Linked DNA regions of Capra hircus: region 1 is linked to region 2. The links are chromatin contacts, called in public Hi-C maps. All regions are on one chromosome and are shown on one strand. The core of a region is the stretch at or near the end of the contact, and the rest is flanking DNA. Distances in the headings are between cores, read along the strand shown. Region 1 holds the start of CDKN2D (cyclin-dependent kinase 4 inhibitor D). Region 2 holds the start of CDC37 (hsp90 co-chaperone Cdc37).

Region 1 (4,908 bases), core at 1,203-3,702, 130 kb before region 2:
TCTCTTGTTGCAGAGCATGGGTTCTAGAGCCCGAGGGTTTGAGTAGTTGCAGAATGCAGGCTCAGTAGTTGCAGAGCACAGGCTTAGTTGTTCCTTGGCATGTGGGATCTTTCTGGACCAAGGAAGATCCCACATGTCGCACATCCCCCAAACCCAAGTCCCCTGCATTGGCAGGCAGATTCTGTCTTTCAAAAATGATTTTATTTATTTATTTTTGGCTGGGCTGGGTCTTCACTGCTGCGCAGACTTTTCTCTAGTCGTGGTGTGTGGGCTGCTCACTGGTGGCTTCTCTCGTGGAGCGCGGGTTCTAGGGCGCACAGGCTTCAGCAGTTGCAGCACGTGGCCTCACTAATTGCGGCTCCTGGGCTCTAGGGCAGACTCAGTAGTTGTGGCACATGGGCTTAGTTGACCCAGGGCATGTGGGATCCTCCCAGATCGGGGATTGAACCCCTGTCTCCTGTGTTGGCAGGCAGATTCTTAACACTGAGCCACCAGGGAAGTCTCACAGTGTTGCTTTTTCTGCTCTCAGCCTGGGTCCCCTTCCCCTCCCCACTAGCTTTGCCCTGTGCCTAAACTGTATTGTGTCAATTCTCTTAGAACGTGCCATCTTTCCCACTGTCCTGGACCACCTGATCTCCCCACACACATACACTGTCCTGGTCACATCTTTGTCCTGAGCCTTGTTACTTCATTCCTCCCAGGCCGTGCTTTCTTATTCCTGGAAGTTGTGTTATTTATGTTCCCCTGGCCCCAGCCTGCTCTGTCCCCCTACCCTGGGCCACCTCCTTTCATCCCTTTCCAGGTCCGATACATGAAGATCATTGAGAAGAGTGGTTACCAGGCCCTGCCCTGGGTCCGCTATATCACCCAGAGTGGCGGTAAGGTGGCCCGGCTCCCTGAGATGACAGGGACAAGATGAATGGGCATGGTCTTGGGGATTTGAAACATCTTGTCTCAGAGGGCTCCAAAACCGACAGGCGTGGCCCTCAGGTCTATCCTATCTTTGTCAGTGTGCCCTCCCGAGTCTCGGTTTGCCTATCTTTAAAATGGGGACAGTTGCCAGTTCCAGGGTGGTGGTGGTGGGGTTTGGATAAGCAACTGAACACACAGCAGCCCCGTCTGTTGCCTGGAGACAGGCATGGTGCTGTGGTTACAGTCGCCATGTTTGAGCCCATCCTTAGCCCTGTTACAGACTTGTGGGGTTGATCATGAGCACTGGGGAAGGGGATGGGTTGTGGGTGGGGGTGCTGTCCTGTCTCCTTCCCCCACTTCTGAGATGGTCCCTGCTCATTGTTTCCCTACAGATTATCAACTTCGTACCAGCTAGAAGGGAGAAGTGGGGGCCTGAACCTGGGCTGTCTTCTCCCCAGGCCCCAACTGCAGCCTCCACTAGAGAAGGAGGGAAGATGGGGTGTGTGTGTGTGAGGGCAGCCCTTGAATTACTGGTTTGTTACTCCCAGCACCTGACTTGCTCCTACCCATTTCCTTTACTGGTAGGCTGGGAGTGATAATCTCCAGCTCTCAGACTCTCACCCCTCCCCCTCCCCGTTTTATATGAAGAAATAGAAGAGGGGCTTGAAGTCCCCCTCATGAGTGCCTTTTTGCAGTGACCTGCCTTAGGAGGTGTGGGGAGTCCCTCCTCCACAGCTGCTGAGCCCAGAGGCCCCACTGGCCCATTTCTGAGTTTTAGGATGGCATTAAAAAGATGAATCTAGCTGCTGTTATGTACTTCTTGGCTGGGGGCTGGGGATGTCAGAGGTGCCCCTGGGGTGCTGGGATAAGAGTGGGCAACATATCCATTTCTCAGCCCTGGTCATCTCTCAGCTGGGCCCTCGCAATTGCTCCCACCTTGGTCTCCCAGGCTCTGGGCTTCCCTCTCCCATGACAGCCAGTTCCCATCATAGCCACCAGAGGGCGCCTATTAACTCCTAAACTAGACCGTGGCTCCTCAATACAGAAGCTTCCCAGGGTTCCACCCATTGATTTCTGTCGTTCTGGGCAGCTTGCGGGACCGTAGTTCCCCGACCAGGGATTGAACCTGGACCCCCTGCAGCAGATGCTCGGAGTCTTAACCACTGGACCGCCAGGGAAATTCCCCATTCTTTTTAAAAAGTAAAAGTGCTCACCACAGCCCACACGCCTGTTCACCCCTCACCTCCTCCCCCTTCTCTCCGTCTCTATACCTCGCTCTTCCTGGACTTACTAGACATGCTTACAGCTCAGGGCCTTTGAATCTGTAGCGCCTCCACCTGGTATGTTTTTCCTGAGAGACACACGGCTCCTTCCCTCACCTTCAGGTCTCAAATCAAATGTCACCTTCTTAGGGTGGCCATGCCCGACCTCTCTATTTCAAAGCCTTCTTTTCCCAAGACACCATTATTTATCTCATTTTGTCAGCTCCACAGTGTATAGCACTCTGAAAATATTTATTGTCGTCTCCAGCTCTAAAAGGTAAGTATCCAACAGCCAGGAGGCACCTGGCTTGCTTTCTACTGGGGTGCATAGTACACAGTAGCAGGTCGGTAAATGTGTGAAGGCCCCGCTGTTGAAGGCCTCTGTTAAGAGCCTCCGACGCGACTCTCGCCTCCCAGTCTCACCCACGTGGCAGCTGGTGAATGAACTTTCTTCCACGCCCTTGCATTTGCTGTGCCAGGGCTGGCGCAATCTGAGCCAAACGTGATTCCTTTTTCACTCACCCCATTTCCATGCTTTATTTTCCTCACGGTGCTTAACACTAAAATTACTCAGTAGCTCGAATGCAGGACCCCCAGCGCCAAGAACGGCTCCGGCACACAGTGAGTGAATGAAATAAAGCACTTTGCACAGTAAGAACTAACGAATATTATCGCACCGCATAACTCCAAACTGGGCGGTCCCAGCCCTGCCTCCCTTTCCCTCGGAAGTGCCGAGGTCCCGGAGCAGCCCGCGCTACCCTGCGCCTGACCTTTCTCCCCTGGGTCAGTTAAACGGGCCCTCTTTCCCGCCCGCCCGTCGCTTTTGAAAAACCGAAAACCCCGCCATTGTTCGCGGTTCACCGGTCGCCGAAGTTTGTCCAATCAGAAGCGGGCCCGCCCACGCCGGCGCACAAAGCCTCCCTGGCAACGCGTGGCCATTGGCTGCGCTGGCAAGGAGGGCGGAGCACTACAGGGTCGGGAGCCGGGCATCGCAGCTGGGCTACAACGTAGCAAGTTCATAAGAAAACAAATCCGCGGCGTTTGGGGGCGGGGCCGCGAGAGCTCTGGCTCCGCCCCCTAGCGGCCTGCTCCGCAGCGGCGGAGACGCTGGCTCAGAACAGACCCCGCCCGAAGAGGAGGAGGGAGGGTGAGTTGGGGGGAGACCCGGCCCCCAAGGGGCGGGCGCCGGGCAGGGCCCAGCGGGCTAGCGGAGGGTTGGGCCTGGGCTCTCAGCCCCTCTCTACCCACCGGCTGACAGGGGGAGGAGCCGGCCGGGAGGGTGGGGGTCGCGCCCGAGACCCAGACAGGAGAGTCCGACCTCTTCGCAGGCCGGGGACGCTGTGGGAGGGCTGTTCGGGCTAGCGCCGGTGGGCTCCCCCTCACTGACCGCCGCGGGGTGGGGCGGGGGGCTTCGCAGGCCGCCAGTATCGACATGCTGCTGGAAGAGGTCCACGCCGGCGACCGGCTGAGCGGGGCGGCGGCCCGAGGAGACGTGCAGGAGGTGCGCCGCCTTCTGCACCGCGAGCTGGTGCACCCAGACGTTCTGAACCGCTTTGGCAAGACGGCGCTGCAGGTGAGCCCGGGCCGGCCCGCAGACCCCTTCCCTCTTCTCTCCTTGTTCCCGTTGGTAGCCGACTGAGGTCTGTTCCTGCGTCTCTGGGCTGACTTGGCTCCCTAATGTCCCCTTTCTTAGGTGGGTGGTGGATGGGGTTAGGTTGGGGGGAGGGGAGAGCTTTCCATCTTTGGAGGATTCCTTGCTCTCTGATTGCGAAGGATTCAGTTTCCCTGGAGAAGTTCTTATTCCCTGGGTGAGGGTTCGCCTTCTTTGGATCCGAGTTTCATGAGGGCAGCTCCAATGTCTTGGAGCATCTATGGACGATCCGACCGCAGGAAGGAAGGATTCCTATTTCCAAGGTGTACCCATTTTCAGGGGGTTCTCTGCGAGGTATCCAGTTTCCTGTGGGGGAGAATCTCTATTCCCGCGGGGTTTTCTTACTGGCATATTTGGGGAGGGGGATACCAATAAGGGAGTAGTCACAGATTACATGGGAGTCCCTGTTCCCTTGGGGACCTTTACAAAAGGGGAACCCCATTTCATCAGAAAGGATCCCTACTATATGGGAGGGGGAAATTCCTTGGAGGAGTTTTAAATTCCCTGGCCATCTCCATTTCCTGGAGGGGACTGTTCTCTGAGGTCTGTTTCCTGGTGGGGTTCATATTTCCTGATGATTTCCCATCTGTGGGGAGAAGTGTCTCTGGTTCCTTGGGGTCTTAGGTTCCCTGAAAATTTCCACGGGGGTATACCCTAGCGGGGGGCGGGGGGTGACCAGTTTTTTGAAGTTCCTTATTCCCAGGAGATCTTGTTCTCTGGGGTCTCAACAGCTGCCTGAAAGTTTTTGTTCCCCGGAGTTTTTCCTTCTCTTGAGAACCTTGTATCTGGCATTCTCAACTCCCGAATGACCCCTCTCTCCAGTCACCCGTTTCCCCAGACCTCCTCCTTTGGAGACTCCCTGACCCTTCTCTACCCCCATTCCCCCCACCAGGTCATGATGTTCGGCAGTCCCACCATTGCCCTGGAACTCCTGAAGCAAGGCGCCAGCCCCAATGTCCAGGACGCCTCGGGCACCACTCCGGCCCACGATGCAGCCCGCACTGGATTCCTTGACACCCTAAAAGTGCTGGTGGAGCACGGTGCCGATGTCAACGCACCCGATGGCACCGGGGCGCTCCCCAT
Region 2 (4,626 bases), core at 1,131-3,630:
AATCACTCTCCATGCCTCATGGAATTTTAGTCTTCACAGTCTAAAATCACTGAGGGGATTTCTCTGTTCACATACTGATCTTGCTCCCTCAGCAGTCTCCAGGGTCAGCCAAGCCGGGACCCAGCTTCTCTTTGGTTGCTGTAGTCTGACCACCCAGCCACAGGGCCCTGACATACAGTAGGCACTTGGGAAATACGTGTGGAATGAGCTTGAAAATAAATGACTGACTAATGTAGACTGGAAAACAAGACCTCCCCTAATCCTGGGTGAGTCATCACCCACTTTGCAGATGAGGAAATTGAGGCTCAGGAAGGCAAACCGTTTGCCCAGTCCCACAACCGCAGCTAAGCAGTGTGTGGCTGTGGGATGCAGCAGAGGAAGCTTGGGAGCCCAGAGGAGCATTCCCAGACCCCCACCCCCACCCCAGAGATGCCACACATCCAGCTGGAGATGCGCTGATGGGGGGTGGGTGGTTGGGAGGGCGAGGGACAGTGGGAAGCAACTCAGGGGTCTCTGTCTCAGTCCCCAGGAGTGGAGATGCTGTGTTGGCAGGAGATTAGTAAAAGCCTGGCGCTGATCGGGGAGCTTCCGGCGCCCTGTCCCCAATTCTGGGAGCTGGGGCTCCTGGGACCCTGATTCGTTGGGGCTGGGCAGCTCCAGTCTCCGAAGCTGGGTAGAGACATCCCCCGCCCCCACCTTTCCCCCCCCTCCCCAAGCCTACCCGGGAATCCCGATTCGGGGTCCTCCCTATACACCCTTAGCCTGGAGGCCAGCCTGCAGCCCTCAACCGGCTACGTGGGGGACCCTGCCTTTCTTGGGGAGCGATGGAATTCCCCCCTCCCCGCTCGGAGCCCCTCCCTCCCAGGGGCCAGGTCCCCCTCCCGGCCGCAGTCGTAGTCCAAAGCTTACCTTGCAGGGGGGCTGGGGAGGGGATGCCCCGCCCTCTCCGGCCTGGGGGGCGGGAGGGGACCGGGGTGTCCAGACCCTTTGTTTGCCGGGGTGTGTGTGTGTGTGTGTGTGTGTGTGTGTGTGTGTGTATGTGTGAGATCGGGAGCCCCGCTGGGATGTAGGTCCGTGCGCGCGCGTACCCGGGCCTTGACGGCCGCTGTGATGCTGAACTGCCAGGGTTGGAGGAGGAGGAGGAAAGGGGGACTCCCCCGCCCCCGCCCGCCTACTCGCGGGTTTGAATGGACCGTGAGGGGGAGGGGCAGCGGCGGGCGGGCGCTTTTGTCCGGATGGCCCCACCCCTTCCCGGGGCCGGGGAATCCCCCACACCCCACCAATTTAAAGACCTTTACTCCTTCCTCTCCAGCGCCCCCCCAAACGCCTGCTTGGTTGGGGGGAGTCTGGAAGAGGCGCCCTTCACTCAAGTGATGAATCTCTACCCATTCTCCCTGTCCCCCGCCCTACGCCCTTTAATCTGAGATAATCCTGGCCCTAGGCTGCAACGCAGCCTTTTATCCCGGTATCAAAGCGTGGGTAGGGATACATGAAAATGTGTGGCTGCGGTCGCCCAAGCTCAGTGTAATGGAGTTCTTAGAGTCTGGAACGAGGAAGGGGATCCCAGACGAAAGAGGGAGGAACTGCGAGGAGTCCCAGAGTACCTCGACGGAGAAAGACCCCCTGCGTGCGCACTTCCAAGCTCTTCCACCCCTCCCCCACCTGGCGCGGGGCACCCGCACTGGCCGCTAGTTAGACACTAGCGACACCCAGCGGACGCATGGGGAGCCGCCGTAGACAAGCTCCTGAGGCTCGTTAAGTGCGGTCGGGTGATTCCAGAGGGGGCGTGTATGCGCGAATCCCCGCTAAGGAGTGGCAGAAGATGGGGGAGGCAAGAGGGGAAGCTGTGGTCCGAGCCAGGGAAACACCAGTTCTCAAGGCAGGGCCACATCGCCCCCATCTCGACTCCTCGAGGGCAGGGCCACAACCTTCCTTCACTTAGACCCTCCTAGAGCAGGGCCTTGTACCCCTTGTACTGGGAAGGTCCTTTCCCATCAGGCACCATCTCCAGGACAAAATTAAGTCCCTCTTCACAAAAGACGGGAGCGAGGTCTTTTCGCCGAGGCCGAGCTCCAGTAGTGGGCTCAGGCTGACGTCACTGTGGCGTGGCTAAGAGGACAATCCTCTTTTTCAGTCTCGCCAACTGCCCCCTCTCCCAAGGCTGCCGTAAACGCCCACCCTAGGGTAGCGGGAGATCAGGGGGGCTCGAGGTTGGAGAACCCACCCGTAAGTCCCCAGGAGGGGCCTAGTGGAGGCCGGAAGCCGGATGGGATGAGGTCTCGGCGGACTCCCGAGAGCCGGAACACGTGCGCAGGGCTCTTTAAGAATTTGGTCGCCAGCGCCGCTGCTGAGGTTACTAAGGATATGACGTCACGCGAGGGCGGGGTGTGAGCGTCAGGGCGGAAGCGGAAGGGGCGGGGCTCCGGGGGCTGAGTCTCAGTGCTGCCGCTGCTGCCGCCGCCGTCGCCGCCACCGCTACCAGAACCCTGGAGGGCTGGGCCCCGAGGCAAGATGGTGGACTACAGCGTGTGGGACCACATCGAGGTGTCTGATGATGAAGACGAGACGCACCCCAACATCGACACCGCTAGCCTCTTCCGCTGGCGGCACCAGGTAGAGCTCGCGCGCCCAGCCCCTTCCCCCACTCCCGGGACTCCGCTTCAGAGTTCTGACCCCCTGATACTGCCGGGGGGCCCCAGCCATTGATACCTGGGATTGCCCCTTACAGCCTGGACTTTCCGAATAGCCTAGGGTTCTTCGATTCAATTCCGGGGCCATAGAATTGCCGGGACCCCTGAGTTCCTTGCCCGCGATGCCGGCGCCGCCCCCCCCCACTCCCACCCCCACCGCCCCGCGCTTCCAGTTTCTTCTTGAAACGCCAGGTTGACCTGTACGGTATCTTTTTAGAGTTTAGACTGCCAAGACAAGCTTTTGACGTGCCTCCCAATCCTGCTTGGGATCTTACATTTACCCCCAGATTTCTACCTCAGAATCTGGATCCTGAACCTAGTCGGGTACCTAGTTAAGATCTTGGCTGTTCCATGGCCCCTCCTAACCCCTGTGCTCAGTCGCTTCAGTCGTGTCCAACTCTGTGACCCCATGGACTGTAGCCCGCCAGGCTTCTGTGTCCGTGCGATTCTCCAGGCAAGAATACTGGAGTCGGTTGACATTTCCTTTTCCACGGGATCTTCTCGATCCAGGGATCGAACCCGCGTCTTTTATGTCTCCTGCATTGGCAGGCAGGCTCTTTACTACTGGCCCCTTCTGGAAGTCCTCCAAAACCCTAGAGTTCCCAATAGTTTAAGTCTGTTCTGCGACCTGCTTTTCTGGATCCTTATGGTTCAGATCCAGAAGTCTTACTCCTCTGAATAAAATAATTCTGTCTTCCCCTGAGATTTCTATTCCTGGCTTGGGACTCCAACCCACACCCAGGACCCCTCCCCTAGAACAAAGATTGGTACCCCCTTCCCCCAAGGCCCTCAGTCTCATCTAGGCCTGGAATTTTGAAACCTGGGTCCTGTTCAGAATGAACCACCACCTCCACCCTGATGGAGCCTCCAATTCCGGAGGCTCTCCTTTAGCCTCTGGTACTGTTAGACCCAATTTCCCATTACATCAGGAAACCCTACCCGCGTGGCTTCCTGCCCAGCCAGAACCCCTGCCCCTCCTTGGTACCTCACACCCAGTCCCCGCCCACCCCCAAGACAGACTTCCAGTGGGAACCTTTGCCAGCTTCAGAATGCCACATTCAAACCCAAGTCCAGGACCCAAATCCACCCCATCTCCCTTCTGACCCAAACTTGGTGTGCTATTCTCAGACATCCACAATGACCCTGCTGTTACAAGGAACCCGCCCATCCTGATTCCAGATTCACCACCCCTTCTTTTATCTATTGTCCCCCAAATACAGACCCCCAGAATCCCAAGTCTGTATGTTCTTTCGACAACCTGCAACCCCCACCCCCCCACCCCCCGCAGCCGCTCAGCTGTGCTCACAGGCCAACAGAATGGCTCTCCTGAGACCTTGTGTGCTAACTTCTTGCTCCACCAACTCAGAGCTCCTACACCCACATTCCAGGGGCTGCTCTGCTCTCACACTTATGGAATATACCTTCTAGAACTTTCCAGTTAGGAAAACCTCATTCTGTCTTCCCATGTATCAGCTCGCAGTTGTTTATCCAGAAACACCTAGAAGCGCCCTTCCTCATCCTGCTGAGACACAGTATCCGTGCCTACATTTAGTCCCGGTTCTGGGTCCAACCCATTACTTAAAGCAGCAGCCTCCTGGCTAGGGCTTCCCTGGTGGCTCAGATGGTAAAGAATCTGCCTGCAGTGCAGGAGACCCAGGTTCAATCCCTGGGTGGGGAATATCTCCTGGAGTAGGGAATAGTGACCACTCCAGTATTCTTGCCTGGAGGGAGAATCCCATGGACAGAGAAGCCTGGTGGACTACAGTCCATGGGGTTGCAAAGAGTCGGATACGATTGAGCGACTAACCCTTTCACCTGGCTAGTGTTACCTGGTGGGCAAGCCACTGGAGTGAAAAAAGAAAGTTCTAGTATTTCTCTCTTGCCACGTGTGACATTTTATGATGAAATATTGAAGCTCTCCGCAAAGCTCTAAAGC

Evidence for each region. Hi-C and Micro-C count contacts between places; a contact is called where the count stands out from the background.
Region 1: a contact with region 2 is called in a Hi-C map of liver, with 3 times the contacts expected there. The contact joins the promoter of CDKN2D here to the promoter of CDC37 in region 2. A contact is called at or near these places in 4 of 5 Hi-C or Micro-C datasets (blood and liver).

The regions. Positions count from the first base shown.
Region 1 is chr7:94,950,903-94,955,810 of ARS1.2, reverse strand. It overlaps CDKN2D (cyclin-dependent kinase 4 inhibitor D), which reads left to right and starts at 2,452. Exons shown (of 3, transcript XM_018051064.1): 1 at 2,452-3,321; 2 at 3,592-3,747; 3 at 4,718-4,908. The coding sequence starts at 3,607. It overlaps AP1M2 (AP-1 complex subunit mu-2), which reads left to right. Exons shown (of 12, transcript XM_013965162.2): 11 at 803-878; 12 at 1,305-1,714. The coding sequence ends at 1,327.
Region 2 is chr7:94,817,263-94,821,888 of ARS1.2, reverse strand. CDC37 (hsp90 co-chaperone Cdc37) reads left to right here and starts at 2,380. Exons shown (of 8, transcript XM_018051044.1): 1 at 2,380-2,613. The coding sequence starts at 2,512.